3 separate regions of the Mus musculus genome follow, and regions 1 and 2 are each linked to region 3. Evidence: chromatin contacts called from public HiChIP or PLAC-seq data. All regions are on one chromosome and are shown on one strand. Each heading gives the region's core, a stretch centred on a gene start, on an enhancer-like site or on the middle of the called end of the contact. The rest is flanking DNA. Distances are from core to core; before and after follow the strand shown. Region 1 overlaps Mad1l1 (MAD1 mitotic arrest deficient 1-like 1). Region 2 overlaps Mad1l1 (MAD1 mitotic arrest deficient 1-like 1). Region 3 holds the start of Mad1l1 (MAD1 mitotic arrest deficient 1-like 1).

Region 1 (4,728 bases), core at 1,464-3,963, 210 kb after region 3:
GCTTGTATGTGGGTGGGGTTTGTTACTGTTGCTGTTTCTTTTCTAAGGTAAAGTTTGCTATATAGCTCAGGCTAGCCTTGACCCTTTATTCTCTTACCTCGGCCTCCTATATGCTGGGATTAAAGGCATGCAGCGTGTTCTACCATGCCCAGCTCATTTGTTGTTGTTGTTGTTGTTGTTGTTGTTTTGTAAGTGAAACACACATACAAGTCAAAAAAAGAAACCAATGGAAAACAAAGAGAAGCCTGTTATTTATACTGTCAGCAAACAGTCTTCACGTTGAATGTGTGCGCACTTCCCCATGTCCCTGGCTTTCTGCAATCATCTGTTGGTTTTGTATCACTGGACATAGCACCCAGCGCCTGCTTCCACCCCCATGAGTGTGCTCCTGCATGTACAAGGGAACCTGTGTGTGAGGGCCTGGGGGCACATGGGCAGGTCTGTGTCACAGGCAGCGGGACATAAATCTCATTTAACATTCCTCAGAAACTACTTCTTATCTTGGTGTTTTGAGTCCTGGCCTGCAACTTACCAAGCAGATTAGGTGGGCAGAGAACCCGAGGTTCCTCCTGTTTCCACCCAGCCTGTGTAAACACGGCCTCTGGGGATCTGACTCAGGCTCTCCTGACTGTGAGGCCAGCTCTGTACCTTTGTGTGCTGTGCAGGCTCCTTTGGGTGGCTGTGAACAGGTAGTGGATGTGGTCATTTAACTAAATGGCTTGCTCAGCTCTGGTCCAGCATGCCCACTTGGGTGGACTCTGTGCCTGTGATCTCTTAGCACTGACATCTCCCACTCAGCATAGCACCTGTGGGGGCATCTCTTTAAAGGAATGTCTCCCCCCATGGCTGAGTCCTGAGGCAGGAGGTGCATCTTCCCAGTTGGCTTTTCTTTTTCTGTCTGCTTTGCCCCAGGTAGCCTCAGCTCTAAGCTCACCTGTCCCTGAACACAAACATCAATAAGATGGCTTTTTCTTATTTTTTAATTATATGTAAATTTGTGTGTGTGTGTGTGTGTGTGTGTGTGTGTGTGTGTGTGTGTGTGTGTTTGCATGTGCATGTGAATGCAGGTACCTGTGAAGCCCAGAAGTGGGCACCAGAGCCCCTGGAGCTAGACTTGTGGACAGTTGTTAGCCAGCCCCAGTGGATGGTGATTCTTCTGGAAGAGCAGCAGTGTTTGTAACTGCTGAGCCATTGATCTCCACGCCAGGTATCCACGTGCACATGGGCTTTCTTTTCTTTTTCTTCCCTTTAAAAAATGTCTTTATTTATTTCACTTTATTTTATTTTGGCAATGCTCTGCATGTCTTGGGGGATCATCTCCCTCTGCCTTGTGTAAATTTGTCCCCAAATGTTTTCTTCTCTCTGATGCTGTAGCAGATGAAGTGCACAGCAGAGCTCACACGTGGTGGTTTGTATGGTGCTGTTTTGGTGGGTTTGTGCATCAGCAGGGCATCTTGTGATGAGGAGTGGTTTGCTGCTGTTATTTCATTGTCTTGTCTAATTGCTTTGGCAGTTTAGTCAGATGAACGCAGTCAGAGCAGGCATTGTCTCAGAGTTTTAAAAAATTACTTAATTAGATTGATGTGTGTGTGTGTGTGTGTGTGTGTGCGTGCACACGCGTGTTTCTGTAGACCCCCTGGAGTAAGTGCGGAGGCCAGAAGATGGCACTCAGGAGTGCGTTCTCTCCTTTCATCCTGAGCTGGATCTCAGGTTGTCAGGCTTGGTGGCTGCACCTTAATCTTGAGGAAATCTTGCAGCTGTCTTCCCTGCTTTTGTTTTTTGTTTATGTGCATTGGTGTTTCATGTGTGTGTGTGAGGGAGGGGGTCAGATACTCTGAAACTGGATACAGACAATTGTGAGCTGCCAGGTGAGTGCTAGGAATTGGACCCAGGTCCCCCTGAAGAACAACTGATGCTCTTAACCACTGAGCCATCTCCCTAGCCTTTTTTTTTTTTTTTAAAAAGGTTGTTTGTTTTTTTTACATCTTTGTTTTTGTTTGTTTTTGTTATTGTTTGTTTTTGTTTCAGAAATGACATGTCCTGTTGAGGTTGCTGCCCTCTGTGTTCAAGGTGACAGGTTTGGTGAAGGGATTTTCCTGTGTCAACTGAGAGCGGAGTAGAGGAGAGCTTCTTGTCCTTGCTCCCTAGAGGGTCACACAGCACAGTGTTAGGTGTTGAGATGCCTTGGATCCCTGCTGTTTTCAAACCCTTTGCCATAGCATGGAAAGCTTTCAGGGAACGGCTGGCATGTGGCTAAGTGAGTCCACACCTGTCCCCCATGTTTATGTGGTTAGGCTTGTCCCCCAAGTTTACTGGTCTCAGTTCTAGTTACTTCTTTTAAAAAATAATTTTAGTTTTTGTTTCATATATTCATTTCATTTTAATTTTAGGTTTGCAGTCTTGCAGTTTGAACCCATGTCCTCACATGTGTTAAACATGCACGCTACAGAGCTACCTTCCCAGCCTTTTTCTGTGGCTACCTTTTACATTTTGGAACAGGATCCCACAAACTGCTCCTTGAACCCATGAGTGGCCCAGGAAAACCCTTAATTCTTGATCCTTCTGCCTCAGTCTCCACACAGCTAGGTTGGTGGGCCTATACCCCAGGCCCAGATTGGCCTTAGTTTTCTGGAAGTGTCTTTGCCTCTATTCAGTGTCCGTCAGCTGCTGGTTTCAGAGAGAGAGCTTCCTCATTCCTTTCTCTGCCAAGTTGGGCAAGACCATATGATTCTTTGAGTGTTTGCTTGTGCTCTCTGGCCTGGCCTTCTTCCTTGTTTGGGAGACTCTGACTTCCCTTTTGACCCTCACAGTGATCTCAGGTTTATCCGCTTCTCTGGGGGTCACCTTGGAAGGTCATCAGTAGGAGTCTGCCTGTGCCATCTTGGCTACTCAGATGTGTGCCCAGTTGTCCCTAGCATCCTTTTGTGACCTTTGTCCTGTGGTGCCCTCTCACAGCTTCCAGGTTCGTGGTGAGCTCTTCTCTCTGGTTGGTTTTGCTTGGGAGTTTCCTGTGTAATCGTTCACACAACCCAATCCTCATTGTCTCCAGCCTGCTGTCAGCTGTCAGCTCGAGCTGCTCTCCTTCCCTGCTTTCCTTTTGGACTCATGTGACATCTTTGATGTGACATCTTCCTTGTGTTTGGAGCCCTCTGTTTCCTCTTAGTGTTTGTCTCTGGTGTCTCCTAATCTCCCCAGTGAATTCTTTTTTATCCCAGGATAATTGTAGTTTCTTACTTTTTTGTTTTATAGGTGTGTGGTTGAGTATGTATATGTGTGAGCCAGTTCAGCTTCAGGCATCAGTCCTCATAGAGTCTAACATCTGCCATTTGAGCCAGAATCTCTCAATGGCCAGGAGCTCACCAATTGGTTCTCAACCTTCTTAATACTGTGACACTTTAGTACAGCTTGTGTTATGGTGATTCCCAACCATAAAATTATTTTCATTGCTACTTCATAACTGTAATTTTGCTACCATTACAATTCCTAATGTAAATATCTGTGTTTTCCATTGGTCTTACGTGACCCCTGTGAAAGGGTTTTTTGACACATATCCCACAGGTTGAGAACCACTGCTCTAGTCTCAGTCTCTCCCGCACTGGGATCACAAGTGCGCATCAGCATCCCCAGCTTTTCATGGCAGTGCTGGAACAATAATGTAGCTGAATTTTGCTACTTAGTAGGTTTTCTTCTACCATTTCCCATCCCCTTTTTTCCCTACCATTTCAACACCCTAACACTAGATAAGAGACAGAGAAAGAGACAAAGAGAGACAGAGACTCACAGAGAGAAGAGAAAGGCACACAGAGAGAAAGAGAGACAGAAAGAGAGACAGAGGGGGGTTGAAAGGTGGGTGGTGTTTTCATTAGACTACTAACCGCTGGTTAGGGGCACTGAGTTCCTTGGGGCAACTTTGATCTTCTCCATCAGGATGTCTAATTTCTTCTTGTAGTTGTTTCTTCTTTGCATATGACTGCTTAACAGACCATAACTAACAACCAGCCAACAACCCACATCACACCTCTCAGGACCTAGCATTTATATACCCTCTAAGGAGTCCCAGGAATTCCAAATGTCACACAGTCACAGAATCTATCTGCAGCTGGCAAAATCATGCCCCTGCCAGAGCACAAGGCAGATCATAGTCTGCTAACGTGGACGATCTGAAGCAGCTCTATATCCCCACACCTGGGATTAAAATGAAAACATATTCTTATAGTATTTCTGTGGTTTTTTAAAAGAAACTAAAATTCCACAGTTCATGGAATAGAACTCAAGTTCTCAGGCCTTCAAAGCAATCACCCACAAAGCCATCTCCCTAACCCCTGTTGAATTACTGTCTTTACAGTTCCTCTGCCATTGATCTCCAACTTCATTTATGGCAGGCATTCTACTAAATGAATATACTAAGACTTGTTTTGTGGCCATGCATTAGGTCTGTTCTGGAGTGTTCTGTGTCCTACTTCAAGCCAGCCAGAACTACACAGTAAGATCCTAGCTCATAAAACTGCCCTTGAATTCCCCGCCCCCTCTTCCTCCATTTCAGCTGGCTCACAGGTGCATACCCATCACGCTCAGCCTTTCCTTAAAGGGGAAGCCTGGCTTGTTGACTTGAGATGAGAGCATTGGATACATTCTGTCTCTAAGCCTGGCTTTCCTGGATACGCTATGTCCAGTTCAATGTGTTTGCTAATTTCCTTTACTTTCTTTGAGCAGTGTATTTAGTGTGTG
Region 2 (4,503 bases), core at 1,117-3,616, 170 kb after region 3:
GAGCTTCGTCTTTTAATCAGCGTGTTTAGTTTGTCTTCATTGCTTATTCTTCCCATTTGAATTTCTGTGTTCCAATTTAGTACTTTATATGTACCACTTAAAGATATCGTGGCGACAGTTTCCTCCCATTGTTTTGAATTTATTGGAGTTTCCCCTCAGGCCCTCCACTTTCTCCCTGCATAGTTTCTGTTGTGCAGTTAACTATATCTTGACCCCACTCCTGCTGTCTAAGGATTTATTAGACTGGTTTACACAATGGTCTGGGAAGTATAGTGGCTGCCTTAACTGAAGAGCTGAGGGCCTAATAGCTGTGCAGCAGCCCACAGAGCTGAGTGTCTCATCAGCCTCTGCCTGGCCCTGGAAGCCTAGGGGATTCCTGGAGAGTCACTCTGGAAGCCAGAGGAAGCTGGGTTCTGATACCAGTGAAGTAGTGCAGCAGCCACAGGGTAGATGAACTTGCCAGTGAGTCACAAAGGCAAGCTGGCAGAGAGCCGAGCTCTCTTCTGGGACCTCCTTTTATCTGGGCTACTACTGGGAGGGCAGGTGTTTCCACTTCAAGTCACCTCAAGAACGTCACCCACAGGTCTGTCAACACTTTGTCCTTCAGTCCATTTGAGATCAAGCCATGCTGCCAACCAAGATTAACCATCACATACCTCAAAGCAACCCTGCTATCTTAGTGCCATTCCCCCTAAATCCCGATTTAAGGTTCTCAGTGGCTCTACTGTATAACTCACTAGATTGCACAGTGGTGAACCGAGTATGGGGAAGGATGGTTGTTTCTTTACCCTCCTTGTCAGCCTTTGATTCTCCTTGGCAGGAGGGATGGGTGTTTAATGAGTCAATTGATTCTTCCCTCCCTACAGGACCCATGCCTTCTGCTGGTGTGTCCGTCTGGACTTTTCATGGTATGTGATTTCAGACTAGTTATCTCTAGCTCTGGGGTTTTGCATGTAGGCTTGTGGTCACAGACTCTCAGCATTCAACTTTTGTGGCTTTTCCTATCTACCCAGCATCAAGGCAGGCACACATATGGTAGTCATCCTCTGTGTGATGGTAACTCTTGTTGGAAGTTTGATCCCTGTGGATAGGGCTATTCTACACAGGGCCCCTCATCTGATTGCCTTGCTGCTCAGGCACCGAAATCTCTGTTCTTCCCCTGCTAGAGTCCTGCTGTATTCCTGACCTTGGGAGTTTGTGGCTTTGCAGAGGTTCTCTTGGGCCCAGGTTCATTCCCTACCAATGGCACCAGCCATGGATATTATTGGCTGATTGCCTCATGTAGTAACTCACCGTTCCCTTGTGTTATGGTTGGTCTTGGGATCTGTGGACAGTGAGGCCCCTGGAATTTGAGAGGCCAATTCCTTGATTGGGTTGAGCCGCCAGCCCTCACAGAGATGGGTGGAGGTGCCCTTGAGTTGATGACCAGTGACAGACTAGATGCACCATGGAAAGGCCTCTCTTCTGACCCTGCAGGTAAGCTTTCTTTATGCCTGAGTTTGTTTGTAGTTCTAGAGAGTTCCAGATGGAAACGGGCCAGACAGAGATAACAGAGAAAACCCTGACAGAACTGTGCTCTTGGCTCTGGTCAGGCCTGTCTCTGCTGCCCCAAGCACTCACGGGCAGCTATGGTTGGTCAGAACGGAAGCTTGTGTGGGTCACAAAAGCACCAGAGCAGTGCTGGCACCGTCACCCTCCTACAGAAGTGCATCCAGCAGTATGATAACATGACCTGTCTTCCTTTCGGGAACCTCTTTCCACTAGTGTGGATGTTCAGGGTATGTGCCAGGTAGAGATAGAATTCTTCCTTTCCCTGGTACCTATGCTCCTGACCTATTAGGATTCCCTCAGAATGGGCTGCAGAGAGAAGCCTGGGCCCTCTAAAGAGGATTTGAAGCTCAGGATCTTGAAGAGTTCCTTAAGTGGAGGCAAGTGTCAGGGCACAAGCCCAGGTGGCAGCGTGACCAGAGCTGGAAGCAGTGGGGCCAGAATGCTTGGGGACCTAGGGCAGGGGCCACAGACTCTCGCATCTATTCAGCTTTCAGAGTGGGGTACAGCTAGAGCCTCTGATAGAAATGAGCCTGTAAAAGAGGGGTTTTAGGCATCTACCAGGAACTGATTTTGTTGTGGACGCCCCCATGCCTCCAGCTCTCATTCATCTGAGGGTGACCAGTGAATGACTCTGAGAGACATGATGGGAGAGTGGGCAGGGAGCAGGGCTGGGATGCCCAGAGCTGGGTGGACTCCAGCTCTTTGTGGGCTGTAGGCTCATGACTTAGTTTTTCTTAAGAAAGCCGTGTGGAGTGGCTACGAGTTGAGTGGAGGAACCTAGATAAGGAGAAAGGCCATGGGGCTTGCGAAAGAACCACAGGAGATGCCCACAGAGAGCAGCCATGCATACAGCAGCCATGCATAGAGGCCCTCAGAGGCAGAACTGTGGTGAGTGGGCGGCCCAGTGAGTCAGCATTGGCAGGGGAGGCTGGAAGGGGATGAGGAGAGGAGAAGGGAAGGGAGGGGAGGGGGGAAGCTAAGGAGGGGGAGGGGAGGAGGGTAAGGAGGGGGAGGGGGAAGAGACATGCCTGCACCACCTGTAGGCTCTACTATCAGGTGCTTCTGTGGGGTGGGGGACTCTGGGTCTAGGGAGAGACCCCTGTGCCAACATAAAATGCCTCCAACCCAGTTCCCTTTAGTGAGGGAGGGGAGTGACAAGGGTTGCCTCGAGCCCTCTGTCAGCAGCCTTTCCAATAGCCTGAGTGGGCTCCAGGGCATCACATACACCTGCTTCTCAGGTCACTTATATCCATCCAAGCAGGGGTGTTTGACACGGAGAAAGCAGCTGTGAGAGAATAGAGGATGGCAGTGATGCCCACACCCACACAGCCAGAATGATTGCCACTTGGAGGGTGTGGCCTGAGGCCAGAACCTCCTGCAAAGGGCTGTATTTGAATTTCCAAGATCATCAAAGCCATTTTGCCTCTACACAGTACAGTATAGTCTCTTGAGGCTCAGAGAGGCTGATTATATTCTTCAGGTTACAGAGCAAACCGATGTCCTGCCAGTGTAGGCCTTGTGGTGTTTTTGACCTGAGACAGCCTGCAGGCTGGTCCTCTACCCCACATTGACACCTCCTTCCCACAGTGTGCAGAGGCTGGTCAAGAGTTATTTCTGGACAATGAGAAGTGGGCTTTGTAGGCTCATGCGTTTGAACATTTGGTCCTGTTTGGTGGCACTGTTTGTAGATGTTGTAGAACCTTTAGGAGGTGAAGCCTTTCTGAGGATATATCACAGGGTACAAACTTTGAGAGTGTAGAGCTTTGCCCATTTGCAGTTTGTGCTCTTCTTGGTGTTTGCAGTTGAAGATGCAATTGTTCAATTTTCTGCTGCTGTGACTGACCCCCTACCCTCACCCCCTATTATGCCCCTCTGGAACCTTAAGCCAAAACAAATCCATTCTTTCATTGATGCTTTTGTATGTGGTGTTCCATCACAGCAACAGAAAGAAACTAACCGCTTTCTGGCAAGGCCCTCTGGGAACTATCCACACTGCCCTCTGGCTGGGATATAGACAGGTGAGCTTGCGTACTCTGGTTACCTGTGACCGCCTACTGTCTTTTTAGTGCTCTGTCCACTGGTCTGTTCTTGCACTCTGCCCCAAGGCCCACTGGGCTGTACTGTTATGACCTCCATTGGTTTAAGTGGGGCTTTCTCTATGCAAATATGGGTTAGTGAGCACACTGGTGGATCAAAGATGAATGACAGGACTTCCACGAATACAATGATAGTTACATAGGACTCTCTTGGAGCATGCAGTTTCTGCCCAGGAGTAAGGGATACCCATGTTGGCTGTTGCTTGTTCTGTGATGGTCATCTATTTCCCCACCCCCACTCCACTCTGGCTGTCTGAGTTCATCCTAAATGTTGTCATGGGGAAAGGACATTGTCAGGAGACTCAGGTTCCAGAGGCAGTGATTTGGAGTTCCTGGGTCCTGAGACAATTTATTCTACACTTTTGTGCCTCAGTTTCTCTTCTAGAAAACTACTATGAACCCCTGGCCTCAGAATTTTATTTTTTACTAGTTTTTTGTGCAGCACTTTCTCTCCCCACTGCCCCAAGATTAAAACATTGACCTGTAGAGGAAGGGGAGGAGGCTCAGGTAGGACGTGGGGTTGAGTCTTGGGTTGTGACTAATGAAACTCAGAAGACACATGGCTCACGAACCCCTTTCTGGTGTTATGTAAGCAGGAAGCGTTTTCTGGAGAGAGGAGACTCATTGGTGGAGCTGCCTGCAAGCTGGGCAGAGAGTTCTAAGGATGTACTCTGTGGGGTCATCTGTATGCTTGGGTGAGGTTTTTTGGTGATGCAGCTGCTTCCCCCCCCCCCCCCGCCCTCAGGCTATCTATGCTTCTTTAAAAGAACCCACTAAACTTACTATTTAGCTCCTGTAAACTAAACCCACCACTCTGGACATGGATGGAGTCCTTTCTTTGGGTTTGTTGTTGCTT
Region 3 (4,268 bases), core at 487-2,986:
GGGAATTGAACTCAGAATCTCTGGGAGAGCAGTCAGTGCTCTTAACGGTTGAGCCATCTCTCCAGTCCATTTTATTATTATTATTATTTTCTTCTAGATCGGGTTTCTCTGTGTAGCCCTGGTTGTCCAGGAACTTGCTTTGTAGCCCAGGCTGGGCTCGAACTCACAGTGATACTCTTGCCTCAGCCTCTGAGTGCTGGGATTAAAAACATGTGCCACTACCAACCAACTGGAGGGATTGTTTATTCAAGCCAAAAATGAATGACTATGTCCCATAAATACAGACTTAGGTTACCCTATATTCCACATTCCAGTCTGGAAGCAATGAGGAAGTTTTTATAGTAACAGAACAAAGTCATGAGTCAGGGCACCTTAAAAATACATTGGTGGGGGCCAGGTGGTACACTCCTTTATTCTTAGCACTTGGGAGGCGGGCAGAGGCAGGTGGGTCTCTGTAAGTTTGAGGCTAGCCTTGAGTTCCAGGACAGCCAGGGCTACACAGGGAAACCCTGTCTTAAAAAAACCCCAAACAAGGGGCTAGAGAGATGGCTCAGCCGTTAAGAGTACTGACTGCTCTTCCAAAGGTCCTGAGTTCAAATCCCAGCAACCACATGGTGGCTCACAACCATCCGTAATGAGGTCTGACTCCCTCTTCTGGAGTGTCTGAAGACAGCTATAGTGTACTCAAATGTATTAAATAAATAAATTGTTTATTATTTATTAATATTATTTATTAATATCAATAAATAAAATTATTTAAAAAACCCAAAACAAAAACAACCAAACAACCAAAGCAAACCAAGCCATTGGTGGTGGGCCAGAGAAATGGCTCAGGTTAAGATCACCAGGTTCAGTGCTCAGCACACACATGTTGGCTCACAGACATCTAACTCCCGTTCCAGAGGCTCTGCTGACCTCATCTGGTCTCTATGGACATCATGCATGCACATGAAACACCCATACACAAAATAAAATAATAAAACATAAAAAACCGGCCTGTTGGAAGATTTAAGTAGGCAGTTACACCAAAGAGAAATACCAGCTATATGCTTCTGATGCTGTCCGGGGGATTTTGGTTGGTAGAAACCGGGTTTTAATTTATTCCAAGAGGTTTTTATTCATTAGTCACAACACGTTAGAGCTGACGCAGAGGCAGGAAAGCAACGGGTAGGAAGGAGGCTAAAGACATAGCCCCTAGACAAATTTCATCAGGCTCTGGACCCGCAACGTGAAGGACTTCTTCCCAGGACTTCTCATTCACAAAAGAAAGAAAGTGAAACAAGCTAACCAATCAAAACAGTGCCCAAACAAAACAACCTGTGTATACAAAGTGGCAAGATTCAGAGGCAACGCAACTTTCCAAAACTTTGTTCCCTTTCCGAGCGTGCCCAGCAGTTGTGCGGCAAGCCTTTAATTCCAGGGAGGCAGAGGCAGGCACGGGTGGATCTTTGTGAGTTCGAGGCTACACAGAGAAACATTGTCTCAAAAACAAAAACAAACAAACCTTTCCTCCTGCGCGGTGCTATTCCATACATTACGGCGCACCCCGGGGCAGTGGAAGAGCGCCCTGCGGGACAGGCAGCCGGGCCCAGTTTGGTTCCGGGTCCCCTGGCGGGACTGCGGTTTGTTCTCAGGCTACGCCCGTGGAGCACATATTTAATTCTTTACGGGCCGTTTTCTCAGATCTCGCGAGACCCCGGCGGAAGTCTCGCGATATATAGACACCGGCGGAGAGGAGGGAGATCTGAGCGGCTGCTGCAGCACCGGGCTCCTCAACTGAGGTAAGGGACCCGGTGGCGGGATCTGCGAGCGCCCCAGGCGCCTCGCGCCCTGCCCGACCGTAACGAGGCCACGGGAGGGAGCTGTCTGCTGCCATCGACACGCATGCATTCTGAGTCGGTCCTGTCGCGCGCCTTCCCTTTGCCGGGTCCCCCGTGTCTCCCTCCCGGGGCCGCTCTGGACGGTCTCCCACCCCGGTGTCCCGCTGCAGAGCCTGGGGTGGCGGGCCTGGACCGGGACCGGGACGGGGGCGGGGGCGGAGGGGACAGCGTGGCCCACTGTGGGCTGAAGGGCTCCCGGGGTTGGAGTCGGTTATTTTGTAGGTCCCAGGGATCGAACTCAGGTTGACCAGTCTTGGTGGCAAGCCCCGGTGAGCGCTGAGTCGCATGTCAGGCCCACTGTGTGTGTGTGTGTGTGTGTGTGTGTGTCTGTCTGTCTGTCTGTCTGTCTGTTTGTTTTTGGCAGTACTGTTGATTGACCAAGGAACTTATGCATTCTACCACTGAGCTATGTCCCCAGTCCTTTTAAAAATTAATTAATCGGCTAATTAATTGATTTGTGTGTGTTTGCATATATATACCAGGCTTCCTGTCGAGGTTGGAGGATAACTTAATTCTCTTCTTCTTCCATATGGGTCCTAAAGATGGAACCTTGCTTGTCTTGTCTTGCCCTAAAGTGCCTTTACAGATTGAGTTGTTTTCAGTCCCCATTCTCGCAGAGCAGTACGCTAAGCAGTCACCTACTCTGCTGCCTCCTCAGCCCAATCCTTACTTTTTCTTCTTAATTTTTATTCTGTGATGGGGCTTCCCAAGTTTTCCGGGCTGATCTTGAACTTGCCACCAGCCCTTGAATTTGTCTCAGCCTTCTGAGTACCTGGGATGACAGACCTGTGTCACCAAGTGCTAGGTTCTCAGGCTGTCCCTTGGCTGAAACCAGAAAGAAGGTGTGTGTGTCCCTGTTAACTCAGGAGCCATCCAGAGCAGCTGGTGTCCTGGAAAGTCTGCTGTCTGGAAGTTCAGGGTTCTTGTGGAGAGGGTACAACTTGAGGTGGCGCTTTAGTTACCTGTGTGGTGTCGTGGCTTCTGAAACCGCAGCCCTTCATTCTTGTGTGTTAATGGCAGAGTTCTTGTGTTGGTCCGAAGAGGGAGGACAGAAAGTGTGTCTTGGTGAGCAAAGGCCCACTTCTCCCACTGTGCCTGTTGTCCACCTGGCCACTAGCTTCGCTTTGTCATATGTGTAATTGGGGTGCACACCACGGTTCTTGTAAGTGGGAAATTCAGAAGAAATTTCTGCAAAGTTACCCCCCCCCCCCACACACACCCGTTTTGAGATTGGGTCTAGCTGTATTTTTAGGTTTTTGTATAACCCAGGCTGGCCCATGACTTGTGATCTTGCCTCAGCCCCTCACATACATTCCTCTTCTCAAGGACCTTTCTCCAACTGAGAAATGCTTAGACTCCTGTACTGGCTGGTTTTGTGTGTCAGCTTAACACAGCTGGAGTTATCACAGAGAAAGGAGCTTCAGGTGAGGAAATGCCTCTGTGAGATCCACTGTGGGGCATTTTCTCAATTAGTGACCAAGGGGGGAGGGCCCGTTGTGGGTAGTGCCATACTGGACTGGTGGTCTTGGGTTCTATAAGAAAGCAAGCTGAGCAAGCCAGGGGAAGCAAGCCAGTAAGTCACATTCCCTCCATGGCCTCTGCATCAGCTCCTGCTTCCTGACCTGCTTGAGTTCCAGTCCTGACTTCCTTTAGTGATGAACACATGTTTGGAGGTGTAAGCTGAATAAACCCTTTCCTCCCCAACTTGCTTCTTGGTCATGATGTTTTGTGCAGGAATAGAAACCCTGACTAAGACAACTTCTTTGCTGCAGACTCTCTCCAACACCTTACCTGGTCTTTCAGTCTAACCTGGCGTGACATATATTCAGCCTCTCCATTCTGTCCCCAGTGGGTTGTGAAGGAGTTTAGACAGCTACTGAGGCAGTGCAGACTCCTTCCATACAGCCCCACTGGTTCACTCACTGTCCCCTGGGCTGACTCTAACTGGAAGTTGTAGGACAGCTCAGGTGACCTCCAAGAGAAAGGTTATGGGGTTACTCAACTCTCAATAGAAGACTGAAGAGGCTTGGGGTCCCCTGCCTACCACCATCGTGGCTTCTGAACCCAGGGCGGTATTGTTAGTTGCTGGCAAGTCTGGGTCTACTTATCTAGACTTACCAGAATATTTTGGACCTGTCCCAGAGTCCTCTGTTCTAGGGGGACCAGGCAATCGTTTGTGGGTTAAAGGCTAGAATGTTGCCTAGTCTGGATGTGTCTGCTTTTGTTGTCCTCATGTGTCTGAATCCCAGGGTGTCAGGTGTCACAGTGTGGGAATCATTTCTTTCCTCCCTCCTTGGGAGTCATGGGACTCAAACTCAGGTCAGCAGGGTTTGTGGGAAGCATCTTTATCCACTAAGCCACTTCCCCAGCCCCACACCAGGTAACCCA

Evidence for each region. HiChIP or PLAC-seq counts read pairs in DNA pulled down with a chosen protein or histone mark.
Region 1: a contact with region 3 is called in an H3K4me3 HiChIP or PLAC-seq map of bone marrow-derived macrophages, with 3 times the contacts expected there. The contact joins the enhancer-like site here to the promoter of Mad1l1 in region 3. A contact is called at or near these places in 6 of 39 promoter capture datasets (3T3-L1-derived adipocytes, the C10 cell line, the HPC-7 cell line and 2 more), 5 of 115 datasets of contacts at active chromatin or transcription factors (bone marrow-derived macrophages, embryonic limb bud, embryonic stem cells and 1 more) and 2 of 9 other capture datasets (embryonic stem cells and pancreatic islet).
Region 2: an H3K4me3 HiChIP or PLAC-seq map of bone marrow-derived macrophages shows a contact between it and region 3, with 3 times the contacts expected there. The contact joins the enhancer-like site here to the promoter of Mad1l1 in region 3. A contact is called at or near these places in 2 of 39 promoter capture datasets (the C10 cell line and pre-B cells), 1 of 484 Hi-C or Micro-C datasets (bone marrow-derived macrophages), 7 of 115 datasets of contacts at active chromatin or transcription factors (the 230-238 cell line, astrocytes, bone marrow-derived macrophages and 3 more) and 2 of 9 other capture datasets (adipose tissue and pancreatic islet).

Annotation. Positions count from the first base shown.
Region 1 is chr5:140,106,111-140,110,838 of GRCm38.p6, reverse strand. All of the region lies in intron 14 of Mad1l1 (MAD1 mitotic arrest deficient 1-like 1), which reads left to right. Among named protein-coding and RNA genes, the nearest start is that of Gm30492, 13 kb to the right of the region's middle. Within about 2 kb of position 2,713, at least 47 of the 459 cell types and tissues checked have an H3K27ac peak or open chromatin away from gene starts, as enhancers often do. A contact at or near this core is called in bone marrow-derived macrophages, hematopoietic stem and progenitor cells and liver, where this site is marked.
Region 2 is chr5:140,147,369-140,151,871 of GRCm38.p6, reverse strand. The region is part of intron 11 of Mad1l1 (MAD1 mitotic arrest deficient 1-like 1); the gene reads left to right. Among named protein-coding and RNA genes, the nearest start is that of Gm30492, 54 kb to the right of the region's middle. Within about 2 kb of position 2,366, at least 52 of the 459 cell types and tissues checked have an H3K27ac peak or open chromatin away from gene starts, as enhancers often do. A contact at or near this core is called in the 230-238 cell line and bone marrow-derived macrophages, where this site is marked.
Region 3 is chr5:140,319,020-140,323,287 of GRCm38.p6, reverse strand. It overlaps Mad1l1 (MAD1 mitotic arrest deficient 1-like 1), which reads left to right and starts at 1,736. Exons shown (of 18, transcript NM_010752.3): 1 at 1,736-1,781. It also overlaps a transcript of Nudt1 not described here.